Linked DNA regions of Mus musculus: all the other regions are linked to region 3. A link is a contact called in public promoter capture Hi-C data. All regions are on one chromosome and are shown on one strand. The core of a region is the stretch at or near the end of the contact, and the rest is flanking DNA. Distances in the headings are between cores, read along the strand shown. Region 1 overlaps 5031425E22Rik (RIKEN cDNA 5031425E22 gene). Region 2 overlaps Lhfpl3 (lipoma HMGIC fusion partner-like 3). Region 3 holds the start of Pmpcb (peptidase (mitochondrial processing) beta).

Region 1 (2,992 bases), core at 97-2,596, 1.6 Mb before region 3:
TTCTTAATGGTGATTTGAGGAGAGGACTGGGAGCCTGTATCTCAGACTCCCTTCATCACATAGCAGCCAAACTCTTCTCCCTCCCGTGGTTACAGAGTGAATTCCTGGGGTTGGGGGGTGGGGAGAGGAGAAGAAAGAGAGGAAGGGAGGAAGGGAGAAAGCTGAAGCACACAAAATCCCAAGACTGGGAAACAAAATGAGTGACAAAGAAATTATACAAGCGGCTTCTAGTCCCAAGTGTTCCTTCTGCTCTGAGGGGAGGAAGTGGGGCTCATCAAGGTGGTAGAGGAAGATTTGGTATCCATGAGATGGTCCAGTGAAATCTGAGGAAGACAAGTGCATACACACAATTTAACAAGGAGGAAACGGACAGAGTGTCTCATAATAAACTTAAATTAGAAGAAGAGAAACCTGAGAAACAGGACAAGCTTGTGGATGAAGATACAGGAGACTCACAAGCTGGTACTTAACCAGTGAAGGAGATGCTGCCGAAGACCTGCTGAGACCCAACTAATAACATGACCAAATGAAATCATTCTTTGATAGTATTGCTTATGGTGATACTGGAGAAAGGAGCCCGAGTTAGGCTGAAGAAAGGTTAGATGCTGAAATGTTCGGAACCCCAATTTGTCCAGATGGTGGCCATGGAGCTACCAAGGCAGAGAAGTGTTGGCTTTCATATGGCAGGGTACGTGGTAGTGGCCGAGGAGGGACCATCACTGCCCCTCAAGTGGATTCAGAGGCATCATGGAGCAGAGAGTGCAGATTTTGACTATAGGAAAGATAATAAAGTCACCTCCTAGTCTACAGACAAGTTCCAGTCTCTGTACCCTTCTCATTCTGTTTGGAGATGCTATAATATGAGGTAGCTTATTTCAGCAGTTAGGGTGCTGGGTGGTAGACAGCTTTGTCAGTCAGCTATACACACACCGGTAAATAAACATTTTATATAGTTGTAAAATTTCATTCTATTCTGTTGCCAAAGAAACATTAAGAACTTTGTATAGCTTTTTAAAAAGCAACTACGTTTCTTTTAAAGAGAATAACTTTTAAAGTTTAAAAGAAAGGTGTGTGTGTGTCCTGCCTGTCTGATCTTGGCAGTTCTTTCCTGTTCAAGTATACTAACTTCGAGTCAATGATGACTAGGCTTTGACAGCGTCCTCTTGGCTTCCTCTGCGTCATCGTCATCGAAGCCATTTGAATGCTGACTTTTCCCCCTGGGCTTGCTAAGCCCAGTCCCTAGGGGACACAGCCATTTGAAACTCCCTGCGGTTTGAATGGGCTGGCCCAGCTGGCAGAGATCTGCAGCTGTGTTGCCTTTGGTTGCGTGGCAACGCAGCACCCCACCCATCTTCTGTTCTCAGAGCTGAAGATCAACACTGCTGAAGCTCTGTCTGCTCTTGCTGTCTCACAAGGACCGGAAGAGGATGAAACACCAGTCAGTACCGGGGGAATTGCAACGGAAAAATATTTTTCCATTTCGGTCAAGTCGCCATCGGGAAATCATTCAGACTCAATATTGAGACTGATACAGGGCGGTGAGTGGCATTTCTTGAGCAGGCTTTTCTGTTTGCAGAGAAATGCCCGCCCTTTGCGAACAATCAGCACCATTCAGCCTGGCAGGGTTGACGGAGCTTGGGGCAGGCCGCTGATAGATTTCATCTGCTTCTGAAACTCCGTGGTTTCGTACAGGAACACTGAAAAAGAGACTAGAAACAGGAAGTGGAAAAAAAAAACATTTCTACCTAATGGAAACTACCTTTTGTTCATCTGCACCTGCATTCCTGTTAAACATTTAAATTAGCGCAGGTATCTACTTTTCTAGGGACTATCCCCAGATGGTATGTACCCTAGAGGGGCTTTGCCTCTGATCTGGAATCTTCCTGTCACCATAACAAATCTCTCATTCTCTTTTCGCATTCCTCAGAAAAGAAACAGCTTGCCCATTGCCAGGAGGAATTAAGATCAGAGTCAGGGCAAAGTTCTAAACCAGTCTCCCCCTCCCCCACCCCTCCCCCTCCCCCACCCCCACCCCTCTCCCCTCCCCTCTCCCCTCCCCTCTCCCTCCCTCCCTCGCTTTATTTATTTATTTATTTATTTATTTATTTATTTATCTATCTATCTATTTATTTATTTATTTATTTATTTATTTATTTATTTATTTATTTTTGTGGCAGGGGTCTCTGTAACATAGCCTGGAACTCAGCCACACAACTGAGGATGGCCCTGAACTTGTGTGAGCCTCCTGACTTTCCTTCCTAAGTGCTGGGATTACAGGGATGCCCTTGTGCCACCATGCCCACCCAGCTCAGAAGCTCTCTTAGTGTAATTGTTGAGTAGCTCCCGAATAGTAAGGAACTGAGATGTAGTTGCCTTTGGTCAAGGAGGGGTCAGAGACAAGAGGAGTAAGATGATGACGGTTGGAAGATGTATGTCCGAGTGCACCACAGGGAAGCCAGGCTCAGAACTCCTTTTCACTCTGGTCCTTGCCTGCATCGACCCTGCTAGACGCTAGCAGATACTTTCTCACTAAGGTGGGGGAGGGTGGCTGAGACCCTTGATGGCACTGTGCCCAGAACAGAAAATGTGGTTGTTGGCAACTATATCAAAGGGCAAGGCTCTGCTCATTTAGAAACCTTTCCACCTCTGCTTACCAGACCCCATAACCTAGCATGCCCAAGGCCCACAGAAACTTTGGAACAATAGGCTTTGCCCCTCCTGTCAGTTATTTATTCATTTATTTAATTTTTCATTTTGAAGACAGGATATGGCTGCTCTTTTAACGTGTGTGAGTTCAAATCCCAGCACCTACATGATGGCTAACAGGTATCTCGAACTCCAGTTTGAGGGGATTTGATACCCTCTTCTGGCCTCCTCTGCTAATGGACAAATGTGGCTTAGACATAAGAGCCTGCAAAAACACTCATCCACATAAAATAAAAATAAATAAGTCTTTGAAAAAAATGTTTTTATTTACTTATGTGTATGAGTG
Region 2 (2,912 bases), core at 240-2,739, 1.5 Mb before region 3:
AATTTTTCAAAGGGAAAACCTGGATACTTAACAGATTCTTTCAGGCCTGGTAAGAAGTTAAAATAATGTTCATTTCCAACTTCAGAGAGAAGGCTAACCACTGAGGAGAAAGCTCCTTTTCTCCAGAGTAAAGTTTGCTAAATGGAAGCTTGTGGGTTTCCTTCTTGTCCGAAACTTACAATTTTCCCGCTGCTCTCTGCTGAGCTGCTATGTGTCTGTAGGGGTGGAGCCAGAAACCACTTTTGAAATAAATAGAGAGTTGCAATCTTCTGCCTTGGACATTTGCAAATCATTGCGTGGCAGTGGATCTCAAAATCAGAGGCCTCAACTGTCAGTAGGCCAGCATTTGGGACCTACTGCTAGAGTGTTTAATTCCTAGATCCGAAGCTCAATAATTTACATTTCAGACAAGCTTCCAGATGAGAGTGTCACTCTTCTGGAGGCTGCATTTGGAAAACAATTAAAACAATTAAGTTTTCTGTCAGTCAGGGACAACCTACTTACTCTTCCCGGGAAGTCCCCAGGACCAGCGCCTGTCAGTGTGGAAGGGCAAGAGTGGGCCCTGTATTGGCGCCCAGGCACCAGGCGACCTCAGGACTCTCTAGCATGCTGACACCCACGTTCTATGGGCTGCCTCTTTTGAATCTTGAAGGCTCAGTTTGTTTTCAGGCCTCCCCTAAAAAGACGGAAAAAAAAAAAAAAAAAGAACTGGACGAATCTAGAGCCTTCCATAGGTTCTGGAATTTTTCTGGAGTAACTGTAAATGCGAAATTGGGCAGATTTCCCTGTGGCATGGATTAACTTTAGAGGATCCATTTCTGAAACGAGGCTGCATAGTCACATGGTGAAAACTCACCAAGCCCTTTCATCTGGCTGACATTTCAGTGGTCTCAGCCCTCAGCCGCAGTGCCCCCTTTCTTCCATCTAGGAAGAATTTCAGGCTGAGCCAGTGGTTCTCACAGGAGCTCATCTTTCCTCCTTCCCCCCACCCCCCATTCCTTTTTTTTTTTTTTTTTTTTAACCCACCTTTCCTCACCTGCAGTTCTCAGTTTCTCCACTTGAGGTCTCACTAGGACAGCGATTTTCTTAGTCCTCGGCTGTTTAGGACGGATTTGGAACAAGCCTTGGGGGTGGCTGGGCAGGGGCGGTGGGTGTGGGGGTGAGGGATGGGTGTGTGGTGGGGGAGAAGCCATCTCTGCCTAACTCATAGCTGGCTTGATTGATTTGTTCAGGGAGCTCTCTGGTTAAAGAAGGATTAAGCAAGGAGTCGTCCTCAGTGGGACGAATGGCCTTGCAAGGCTTCCTGAAGGGGCCATTTTCCTTTTTCGGACAGTGTCACAGCTGTCCTATGTGGAGAACTAGTAACGCTAGGACATTGATTGTGGCTAAGAAAAGACTGGTAGATCATTTCTCCAAGTTCTAGTCGCTATCCTCTCCACGTAACAGGGTGTGTCTGTCAGTCTTCAGGGACAGGGCAGCTTTAAAAGTCACTGCACACTTCCCTGACGGATGGATCGCTCCTCTGCCTCTGCTTGGCTAAAACTGTGGAGCTGAAATCCATCATGGCAATGCTTTCCTGGCTCACAGTTTTTTGTTTTGCTGTATTTACCCAGTGGCCTCTGAACCTAAGATGTACACACCAAATTAACTCTGTGACAGTCCATGTCTGGTCTGCTCCTCCCAGTCCCAGTCACTGTGCGACTCATGGAAGGTTCCTGCAGACTATTTTGGAAAAAAAAATTACATTTAAAGCTCAACATGGGGGCTGCAGAGATGCTCAGTGGTCAAGAGCACTGCCTACTTTTCTAATTCCCAGCAACCACATGGCAGCTCACAACTGTCTGTGACTCTAGCTCCAGGGGATCTGACACCCTCCCACAGACAGGTAGTCAAAACACCAAATGCACATAACATAAAAATAAATAAATTAAATAAAAAACTCAAATGGGCCAGAATGCTAAATTCAGTTATGATTCTTTGTCCTCTACAAAAGTTTGCCCAAAGGTGCCGTGCATTTGCTATGGAAAAAGACAGCCCATGAGAAGGACCATGCATATTTAGCCAACATCTGGATTTCATAATTGTGTGCACATGAAGGCAGAATTGAGGTGGATACTGACATGTGTGTTTCTATGATTGCCTGTTTGGCTTTTAGATTATTTTCTGTTGCAGGGTTTCTGGTCTCTTTAAGAACACACTATAGGGGAACTGGAGAGATGTCTCATCGATCATAGAGATGTCTCACTGCTCCTCCAGAGGTCCTGAGTTCAGTTCCCAGCAACCACAGGGTGCCTCACAACCATCTGCAGTGGGATCTGATGCCCTCCTCTGGTGTGTCTGAAGATGTGTGTACTTACATACATAAATCAAATAAATAAATAAATCTTAAAAAAACATCCTGGAAAAGAGAGACGGTGGCGTTCACCTGCCGGGTTCCAGCGCTCAGCTAATGAGCAGCCTCCTGGGAAACGGACGCCAGCCTATCTGGGCATTTCCTGAAATGTTTCCGTACTGCATGAAGAAATCAGATGCTTCGACTTGAAACGTGCGTGTCTATGTGAGTTTGAAGGACCAGGTAAAGCAGGTTTTTTACTTGTACTTTTCCTTCTTGGGCCTTGCTGTTCTTTCGTTAGTAACTGAACACTAGTTTGTTTCCTCCCCGCCCCCTGGCAGTCCTGACTTTTTTGCACAGCCTGACTTTCCGATAACTTCCTGTGGAAAATGCAGGTGGAGGCGGACTCTCAACAAGCCCAATGAGCAAGTTAATGTTAATTAAGCAATTAATGAGCAAACTTGGCCCAAGGACTTCTTGCAGTCAGCTGGTCCCTACATCAATCCATGGTGTAGGGAGCCATATTACCTTTCTCCAGCTTACGGCAAAGCTGGAGTCCTTTCTGGGGATGCAGACTCAC
Region 3 (2,904 bases), core at 331-2,830:
GTCTGTGTGTGTGTGTCATTGGCAGAAAGCGCGGAGAATGAGGTCCCAGTTCTGGTTCCACTGGGCTCTAGCAGTAGCCTAGGAAATGTTCCTTAACCAACCGCTCTGTCAAACAGGCAACACTTGAGAGAACATGCCTTTCTCTCCAAGAACGGGAGCAGTTAGCACATTACCCTTCAACAAGCACCCTGATTCAGCTACCTCTCCTACAGATGCTTCATATTCACTAAGGACAAAAAGTCAAGAAACTGAAATAACAATACAAAACTGACTGTGTAGAAGTGAGACAGACGGGATGCTCCTGTTCACAAAGGACAGACAGAAACAGGACAGATGCTTCAGAGGCTCTCGGGCCAACTGGTTTGACTACAGACGCTTCAGCAGCTTTTTCATGTTTTCATATTGAAATGAGAAAAACGTATTTCCTAAACCCTGACCCAAAAACCTGAGACTGACCTAACCGCCAGACACAGTGGTGGTTTGAATAGGAATGGACCACAGAGGCTCACAGATTTGAACACTTAGTCATCAGAGAGAGAGACTACTAGAAGGTTGGAGGAAGTGTGCCACTGGGGTGGGTTATAGGGTTTAAAATGCTCAAGCCAGGTCCATTATCTGTCTGTCTGTCTGTCTGTGTCTATCTCTTGCCAACCCAGATGTAGAACTCTTGGCTCCTTCTCCACCACGTCTGCCAGCACTCTGCCATGCTTCCTGCTCTGATGATGATGGACGAAACCTCTGAACTGTAAGCAGCCCCAGCTAATGTGTCTTCCTTTATAAGAGTTGCCATGGTCGTGGTTTCTTCACAGCCACAGCCACAGGTACTTAAGAAATGTGTACGAGCCCGCACTGTCCTGCTTCTGTGACCCAAAGGCTTTCTGCTCCCTGATCAAATAATACACCATGACCTGACTGTGCCCTACTGTGTAGGGGCAGGCGGATCTGAGGCCAGCCCGATCTACAGGGCAAGATCCAGGACAGCCAGAGATGTTACACAGAGAAACCCTGTGTAACAACGATGTCTCAAAATATCAAAACCAAAAGCAAACCCAACTTCAAATTCATAAAGCGCTTGTCCTAGTTTCCTTTTCTCGAGAGAGAACAGCCCGACATACAATAACATTGGTAATAGCAAACTAACAGACAGACAGACAGACACACACACACACAGAGAGAGAGAGAGATCCCTTTGGAGCAAGACAACTCTCAAATAAGGAAAACGCTGGGATAAAACTCGGATGAACTGAGGTTGACGCTGTCTGGTTTGGGTGTCCATGGGCTGAGGATGGCGCTGTCTGGTTTGGGGGTCCACGGCTCCTTTTCTTACCTCCCGCGGGTGGCGTGGAGGGGGAGCAGCCGCCCCGCCCCCTCTGCGCCCGGCCGCAGCGCCCCGGGATAGCGGATCCGGAGGCCCGGCCCAAAGCACACCGGGAGCCGCCGGGGCACGGCGGAGCGAGACTCACCTGAGCAGCGGCGCGGCGAAGCGGAAGCCTTCGTGTAAATCCCCACAGGCGCCGCCGGGCCTCTGGCAACAGCGTCCGGGATAGAGCGGCCGCCGCCATCTCTGCGGTGGAGAAAGTGGAGATGTACTTCCGGGTCATGACTCCAGGCCCCAGAACTAGAGGCTGGCTCCACCCTGTGGCGGCAGCAGGAATTGCAGTCTCTGAAATTCCTTTGATTCTGTGTCTGGGCTTAGAACCCTCAATCCCTTCACCCTTTGACTCCCTCCCCAGTTCGCTCCAAATAATCAGGTCTGTAGAAATGATGTGCAAGACACACAAGGGACAAAGTGAACGGAACATGTATCCCCAGGCGGTTGGAGTTAATCAGAGAGATCCAGTGCGGGAGGGACAGACACATTGAAGGATCTATCATGTTGGTCTTCGTTGTTCTAATGTTTATAGCGTTGCTTATTCTATTCCATAGGAATACCTTTGCCGAGATTGCTACTAAAAGACAGACGCTTTACAAACATAATCTTACATTCTGTTACCATGATTTAATGTTATTTACTTCCACGTCTTAGGGCTCTGCCAAAACAAACTGCTCTTACCCGTTCCTGGGTGCCTCTTTATCCACATACACTCTAATGAAACTAAAATTTGTCAAATAGCCACTTTAGCCAATTGTCCCAGGGTTTGAGGCTTAACGAAAATAGCAAGCACTTTTTAAAATTAAAGCTTTTTATTTAACTTATTATGGGGAGGGGGTGGGTGCATGCCACTCCAAGCTTGTGGAGGTCAGAAGACAACTTTATGCAATCAGTTGCCCCTTCTACCTTTGCATGAATTCTGGGGGTGGAACTCAGGTGGACAGGCTTGCACTGCAAGTGACTTTACCCGCTGAGCTGCCTGCAAGCCCCTAGCAAGCTCTTTTCTGTGAGGAAGCGACTATTACTTTGCTAATTTTACAGTGGGAACTGAGGTATTGGCTGCCTAACAGGCTGTTTAACACTAAAGAGTGTGCGCTGTAACTTTAGAAGTTGGAGTTCTGTCTAACTTGACCCCTTGTTGCCTAATACCTAATTTACATTATCGTTCAGGTATCCTTTTCCCACCCAGCCTCCTCTTTTAACTATTCACCATTTAACAACAAGACAGGAAAATCCGGGCCGGGCGTGGTGGCGCACGCCTTTAATCCCAGCACTCGGGAGGCAGAGGCAGGCGGATTTCAGAGTTCAAGGCCAGCCTGGTCTACAAAGTGAGTTCCAGGACAGCCAGGGCTACACAGAGAAACCCTGTCTCGAAAAGCCAAAAAGACAGGAAAATCCCTTGGGCGCCTCATTGTCAGTTTGTAGCTGTAATGGTGACAACCAGTCAAACGTCCAAACCAGGAACTCCATGTCACCTTTGGTTCCTGCCTCTGACTTTCCACTCTGACTTCTTGCTATTTTATCGATAGCCA

The links. Promoter capture Hi-C pulls out the DNA fragments that hold promoters and counts their contacts.
Region 1: a promoter capture Hi-C map of pre-B cells shows a contact between it and region 3, with 4 times the contacts expected there. The contact joins the enhancer-like site here to the promoter of Pmpcb in region 3. A contact is called at or near these places in 9 of 39 promoter capture datasets (the 3T3-L1 cell line, cranial neural crest, embryonic stem cells and 5 more).
Region 2: a contact with region 3 is called in a promoter capture Hi-C map of hippocampal neurons, with 8 times the contacts expected there. The contact joins the enhancer-like site here to the promoter of Pmpcb in region 3. A contact is called at or near these places in 12 of 39 promoter capture datasets (the 3T3-L1 cell line, 3T3-L1-derived adipocytes, cranial neural crest and 7 more), 3 of 484 Hi-C or Micro-C datasets (the N1E-115 cell line, cerebral cortex and uterus), 1 of 115 datasets of contacts at active chromatin or transcription factors (astrocytes) and 1 of 9 other capture datasets (embryonic tail).

Annotation. Positions count from the first base shown.
Region 1 is chr5:23,385,410-23,388,401 of GRCm38.p6, reverse strand. All of the region lies in intron 1 of 5031425E22Rik (RIKEN cDNA 5031425E22 gene), which reads left to right. Among named protein-coding and RNA genes, the nearest start is that of 5031425E22Rik, 46 kb to the left of the region's middle. Within about 2 kb of position 1,346, at least 405 of the 459 cell types and tissues checked have an H3K27ac peak or open chromatin away from gene starts, as enhancers often do. A contact at or near this core is called in embryonic stem cells, hippocampal neurons, liver and 2 more, where this site is marked.
Region 2 is chr5:23,223,433-23,226,344 of GRCm38.p6, reverse strand. The region is part of intron 2 of Lhfpl3 (lipoma HMGIC fusion partner-like 3); the gene reads right to left. Among named protein-coding and RNA genes, the nearest start is that of Gm17434, 89 kb to the left of the region's middle. Within about 2 kb of position 1,489, at least 109 of the 459 cell types and tissues checked have an H3K27ac peak or open chromatin away from gene starts, as enhancers often do. A contact at or near this core is called in cerebral cortex, embryonic tail, hippocampal neurons and 2 more, where this site is marked.
Region 3 is chr5:21,735,836-21,738,739 of GRCm38.p6, reverse strand. It overlaps Pmpcb (peptidase (mitochondrial processing) beta), which reads right to left and starts at 1,580. Exons shown (of 13, transcript NM_028431.2): 1 at 1,464-1,580. The coding sequence starts at 1,562.